Regions from separate parts of the Zea mays genome. Here region 1 is linked to region 2. Evidence: chromatin contacts called from public Hi-C data. All regions are on one chromosome and are shown on one strand. The core of a region is the stretch at or near the end of the contact, and the rest is flanking DNA. Distances in the headings are between cores, read along the strand shown. Region 1 holds the start of LOC100281210 (xylosyltransferase 2). Region 2 holds the start of LOC100276377.

What was found. A called contact is a pair of places that touch in the nucleus more often than the background predicts.
Region 1: a Hi-C map of ear shows a contact between it and region 2, with 2.5 times the contacts expected there. The contact joins the promoter of LOC100281210 here to the promoter of LOC100276377 in region 2. A contact is called at or near these places in 4 of 25 Hi-C or Micro-C datasets (ear, endosperm, leaf and 1 more) and 1 of 3 datasets of contacts at active chromatin or transcription factors (leaf).

The regions. Positions count from the first base shown.
Region 1 is chr10:83,848,813-83,852,230 of Zm-B73-REFERENCE-NAM-5.0, forward strand. LOC100281210 (xylosyltransferase 2) reads right to left here and starts at 1,946. Exons shown (of 4, transcript NM_001154129.2): 1 at 711-1,946; 2 at 10-85. The coding sequence starts at 1,401.
Region 2 is chr10:83,378,653-83,381,948 of Zm-B73-REFERENCE-NAM-5.0, forward strand. LOC100276377 reads left to right here and starts at 1,404. Exons shown (of 7, transcript NM_001279445.1): 1 at 1,404-1,631; 2 at 2,460-2,620; 3 at 3,081-3,245. The coding sequence starts at 2,519. It also overlaps the pseudogene LOC111590323.

The DNA of each region.
Region 1 (3,418 bases), core at 696-3,195, 470 kb after region 2:
GGTACTTACACTTTCCATCCAGATAACCGAAAGTGCTCTATAAAATTAAGATTTCTTGGCAAAGAAGAGAAGACATGAAGTATGTCTGCACAAAAAACAAGCATTTGACCATACAACTACAGTAACTTCAATAGCTATGTAATAACATGTTGCTGCTCTGCGTATGAAGATTTAAGCTCCACTGTAGGGGCATAACCTCGAACGAATCATGACTGCAGATTCTAGTGATGTCTTTCCATATGAATAGATGTCTGAAGATCATACAAAATTAACATGTGTGCCTATACAATTTGAGGCCCATGTTACTTGACTGACGTTATGAAAATTAACTTATAATTTTGAAACTGGACATTTCCCATCACCCTTAACTCTGCTAAAATATTCATTCTTAGCTGAACCATGTGTTTCCAAAGATGGCAACCTTACAAAACAAGAAGTAGACAGGTTAGGTTCACAACAGTGAAGCAATGTATTCTGCTCATTTACACCTAGCAGGAATTCATATGCAAAAATAATGCAAAATAAATCTGATGCAAACTAGTGCAGAGAAAGGGGATGTAATCTATGAACTATGGTGCCTATGTTACTCTTGAACTCCTCTAAAACTTGTTAATGCTGTCATAAGTTATGTTATCAATCAGACCGCAGAAACAAATCATTGTCCTCTCCAAAAGAATTAAGGGGGGAAATGGTGACTCAGGCACACTGACCATCTTGTGTCATGAGCGGATAATCTGACGCACTGAGATTGATGAACCAGTCCCACTGGAGCCCCTCCTTGAGGAGAATGGCGACGGCGTGGAGCGTGCAGGCGACCATGGTCGGCCCCTTGTAGGTGACAAGGTTGCCCTTGGCGATGACACGCACATTCCCGACCTGGCTGAACATGGGATCACCCTTGACATACATTGCCAGGTCGATCCGTTCCCGCGGCGGCGCCTCCAGGTCGAGGTGCAGGATGTACTGGTTGCGCGGGTGGTAGATGGCCTGCAGAGTCCGCCGCATCCGCAGGCCGTCCCCCTTGGTGCCCTCGAGGAGGTACGCGATCCGCGGCGGCTCGGCATCGGAGTCGTCAGAGTTGACGGCGGCGTCGTCGGGGTTCTCGTCATCGCTGTCGCTGGCGGCGTTACCTTCCAGCAGCCGGTTCTTGATTCCCGCCTCGACGGAGGGGGCGCCGTCGCCGCCTGTCGACGAGCCGCCGTCGTCCCAGTCGGCGAGGGAGACCACGTCGAACAAGACCGCGTCGCTGCCGCCGCCCGGGTACGGCGGCGAGAAGAGGCCGCACGCGGCGGCGAGTAGGAGCGTGGCCGTGACGAGCATGGTGGCGAGGAAAGGGAGCAGCCAGCGGCGGTCACCGAACGGACGCGCGGGGCCCGAGCCGAGCCCCAGATTCTTCCTCATTTGCCCGTCATGCGCGCGCGCGTCTTCCTTCTTCTTTAGCGCAACTGAATCTCAGGATGTCCGACCTTACGGAGCACACCGGCTTTTCTCCGGTGATATAGAATCTCGCGAGCGCACCAAATTGGTGGCGGGGACGAAACGGATCTGGAACTCAGATGAGCTCTGGAGAGCAAGATCCTCAAGCGAAGCCTCGGAATTTCAAGAGGGATTTTGCTCGCCAGGGGAGTGAGGACAGCGGATGAGGCCTCCTAAACAATCCGAGCTCTCGTTCGCGACGAGCGAGTGGCCCGGCGAGGCGCGCAGGCCACCGTTGTTCCGCACGGGCAGCGAGCAGGCGCCGCGTCGGCGGCGAGCACGTACGCGCGACGAGGACAAGGCCCAGCCCCGGCGTAGAGCAACGAGGGAGAGCTCGTGAGGCCGCCGGGCACGGCCGGCCAACTTCAGCACGGCTCCGCTCCTCCCCAGTGAAGCACTTCGCGCGCGGCGGCGCTGATCTCTTCTCGGTAGGCGGTGGCAGGTGAACTGAAGCTCTCACAGTGTGAGCTGCAGCCAGCAGGTTGCGGTTGCAAATCGTCTACTCACACAAGCTGATGGGCTGGACTGAATGTCATAAGGGCCCAACTGAAAATCTCGAGTTATTGTAGTTGGGATCGACCATAAGTCATATGGGCCGGTCCACGAAACTAGAACAGCCTTTTTGGTTCAGAACTTCAGATCGTTTTCATTCGCAGATTCGCTTTTGGATCAAATCCATATTGATTATCTCCAGTATAACGGTCATCATTCGTGAACTTTTTAAATTTTACTCCCATCAAGTCGCATGCATACCTTGTAGTAGCATTGATGAAAACCGGGAAATATGAAATGACATGTAGATGGAAAATTAAACTTAACTTAGATCCTTTTGTTGTGGTATTTTCATTGCCGTTGCCGTGAGCTCGTGACAGGCAAAGTCAACAGGCCCCGATGCACACACTGCCAGTGGGCCCTTAGGCTGTCCGCAGTCGCATTTCGGAAGGCAACTCTAAAGCTATAAAATAATCGTATAGGGTAAAAATATGCTGCAGTGGTGTACTGGAAAGCTAACTCTAAATTTGCATGTAACTTCGAGAACCCTAAATACAGCGTACGCTTCCATCCAACTCGAAAATCTCTCTCCTCGCATGGGTGGCCTGTCCGTAGCAGCATGGCCAAGGTGGGACCGCGGAAGGCAGTTGGGTACTTGGGTGTGGATAGAAAAGTGATGGAAATAAATAATAAAATATGTAGTAGTTGGTATAGGGTAGATATATAGAGTAATTGTGACCGCGGAGAATTGTTGGATAGAGTAAAAAACCTCGCTGACCAGGATGGAATATTCCTTTTAGGGTAGAGAAGGCTATCCGCACTCATACTACCCTATTTCTCTACCCTAAAAGGAATATTCCATCCTGGTCAGCGAGGTTTTTTACTCTATCCAACAATTCTCCGCGGTCACAATTACTCTATATATCTACCCTATACCAACTACCATATATTATATTATATTTTTTTCTCCACTTTTCTATACCGTCAGCATGCATGTGGGCCCGCCTCCACCACCTCCGCGTGCATGCATGTGCATGCAGCCGTGCACAGCATGCGTCTACCATCCAATACGCGCACGAGAAAGTTTCGAGTAGGACTCTGTAAATAGCGTTCCTCCGGTCCGCTCTAAATTTACAGTCGCCTTTAGAGTCCTTCACTGCAACATTCTTTTACTTTATATCTAACGCTATCCTCATAGCGTATTCCTCAGGGCATGTACAACCTAGATACAGCTGCACGGTACTCCAAGTATAAGACACAGCTAAAACACAACATAATACAGTGGTCATGTCTAAAACATGTGTCTTACCATATTCATTGTACCAATCAGAACATTCAATAAATTAAAGTGACCAATCAGATAGTCTCCTGTCTCGAATATAGAGCTAAGACACTGTGTCTTCGTCAAGATACATGTCTTGAGATTTTTTACATTCACCCCCCCTAGACA
Region 2 (3,296 bases), core at 154-2,653:
CATATAACGACTTCAAAGATATATCGTTTTGCTTATATTGTTTTCTCTTTAAGAGCCAAGGATGACATAAATATTTGGATATGGTAGATTCAACAAAACATAATTTAATGATTAGAAGCATGCATATAAAGCATTAATTGAGCATGTTGGTGGAGTGAGCAATGCTCATAATAAGTGTGTTAAGTATTTTGTCGATTTCCAAAATCAAAGACAAAGTATCCCAAGTAAGCTTAGTCATGCAGCTGAAGAAGTAGAGGTCAATACAGATCGATCGGTACCGACATGTTTGACTCTAACGCGGTCGATCAAACGAGTGGATGAATTGACTTGCAATGAAACCAGTCTGATCGATATCATCGGCTCGACTCAAATTAGTAGCACCCATGTTGGACCTGATCTAAGGTTGTACTCAGCAGAACATGCATATGGTTGTGCAAAACACTCTTTTGCATTGTAGATTATACTGTTTATAGAATGAAGTTTGAAATATGAAGTATAATAGGGGTGAGATAGACTGAGAGACATTTCTTTACTTTTTAAAGAACCAATTTCGTACGTCATGCGTCACATGAAAACACACGTAGGTGTGTTCTTTCCCCCCACTTTTCCATAAGCACAATGAGCCCAATAGGCTGTTACACCACATATGAGACATGAGAAACACTTAAGCCTAACACGATAAGAAACTGTACGCAACACAACGCTCTCACATGGTACCACCTCGCTAGTTGTAAGAGGACGAACAACCGAGCGAGCTATAAAAGGCTAGACTTGTTTTCAATTCATAGCTTTATCGACCTTTTGACTAAGATAAAGTGTAATATTTATTTTTATCAGTTTAATATTAGATATGTGAACTATATGTTCACTTTGATATTAAATTTATTTTTTATGGGTATCAAATATGATTGTGTCGTTGCAGCGCACGACATTGTATTATTTGCGTTTGCATGGCGTTTTAAGGGACAGAAGCAGTGTTTGGTTTCTCGAGCTAAAATTTACTCTCTGGTATAGTGGATATTTCAAATTTGGATGATAGTTAAAAGTATTAAATACATTTTAATTACAAAATTAATTATACAGACGAGAACTAAACGATGAGACAAACTTATTAAATCTAATTAGTTCATGACTATCCCATATGATTCTACCATAAACATTTGCTAACTGTATATTAATTAGACTTAATAAATTTATCTCCTCGTTTGGTCTTTAATTGTGTAATTAATTTTATAACTAGATTATATTCAATACTCATGATAAATATCTAAATATTTGATATGATATCAACTAACCAAACATAGTAGCTATTTTTTTTATCCATTAAATAGAAAGCGAGCTTCATTCGTTTTTGATTGGCGTCGCAGCAACCACCTGTCAAGTGTCAACACTCCAGTCCACTACAATCATCGCTGTAGGAGATGGAGGCGGCGGCGGCGGCGGTGAGGTATGGGATAGTCGGGGTGGGGATGATGGGCCGGGAGCACCTCCACAACCTCGCCCACCTCGCCACAGAGGTCGAGCGGGAGCAGTCCGTCCGGGTGCGGGTCACCGGCCTCGCCGACCCCCACCAGGAGTCACTCCGCCTTGGCCTCCAGCTCGCCGCTGAGCTCGGCCTCCCGCCTCCCCAGGTATATCCCCGCTCCACCCTCCTGATTATCCGCGAGATTCTGAGTTCGGAAGCTTCTCATGGCCGCTCGCCAAAATAGCCCGATATTGGTTGCGCTCGCCTAATTGCTCACCTTAAGGCCCCGTTTGGATCCTAGCTAATTGTTTGTCAGTTGCTAACAGTTAGCCGACAAATAATTAGCTGTCAAACAATTAACCATGATATGTTTGATGTCTAAAACATAGTAAATAATCAATCAGAAACTATTAGCAAGTCAAATGGCTAATGAACAAACAATTTGCTGGCTAACAATTAGCTAATTTATTAGTTAGCCCGTTTAGAGCCTAAGGTGCTAAAATTAGCCAGCAAATTATTTGACAGATGGATCTAAACATGTCCTCAGTCACACCCCTCCTACATAAAATACCTCACCACGACTAATTACATGTTTTAGATTATTTTTTGTGGGCAACAAAAAATAGAATCGGCACTTCGCGGTTATGCCCCTCAACTGTTTCCTTCACGGACTCCCTGATCCTCGTCGGCAGCAGCGAGTTCTGCTTGCTCAGCGTCGACTTGGTCCGGAACATGCTGCTAAAGTCACCACCCCTGCGCGCGGCGCCATCGCCGGCGGCCTGGACCAAGCCGCCGTTGTGGTTGAGCACCCTGAGGCTCCTACCACTCCTTGTAAAATATTACGTACATAAAAAACAGATTTTGATAGAATATGAATCAGTTATGGTTAGACAGTGGCACTATACAAAGCACAACCATGTGAGTTCTTAGTCTGGTACTAATTACTGATTCGGTAAATCTTAGTGACATCCAAAAGGTTTCAAGATCTTTCCAGGTCACCGCGAGCTGCTGGACAGCGGGCTCTGTGACGCCATCATCGTATCGTCCCCAAACATGACCCACTACGAGATACTCATGGACATCATCCGCCATCGTGAACCGCAGCACATCCTTGTCGAGAAGCCCCTGTGCACCACTGTGCAGGACTGCAAGAAGGTCAGTTAGTACGGTACTTTGACCTATTGGTAATGTGATATTTGGTCATGAGCTGCTAGCTAGCGCATCTACTCTGTTTATTTTCTTGATATCACCTCACTGTTGTCTACCTGTTCCATAGTTTTGACATTTCATTCTTCTTGAGAGACCACCAAACTATTACACTGTAATAGCGGAGTTTGATTCTACTTCTACCCCACCAAGAAAGGAAATCCATATCATTGTTCTAATCTGAGAACCTGGGATTCATGTTTTCGAACAAAAACTGTTTTCATGAGTTTTAGCTTCACTCGACATGCCACAGTCATTCAGTTTTTTGTGTATTACTGTATTAGTATCTATAAATGTTGCAAAGTACCATGTAACCATGTTGCCAACTTTAGATAATGTGACCAGCACTCAGTTTCATTTTGACATTCACATTCTTTGAATATCTGTTGGCTTCTATGTTTCCGCACAGGTCATTGAAGCTGCTAAACAGAGACCAGAGATAGTTGTGCAAGTTGGATTAGAATACAGGTATATGCCACCCGTTGCTAAGCTGATAGACATCGTTAAGAGCGGTACACTAGGACAAGTCAGAATGGTGGCAATACGCGAACACCGTTTTCCTTTCCTTGTTAAGGTACTACTAGCTGTGTTTTTACCTGCAATACATACAAGTCCACTTATTGTT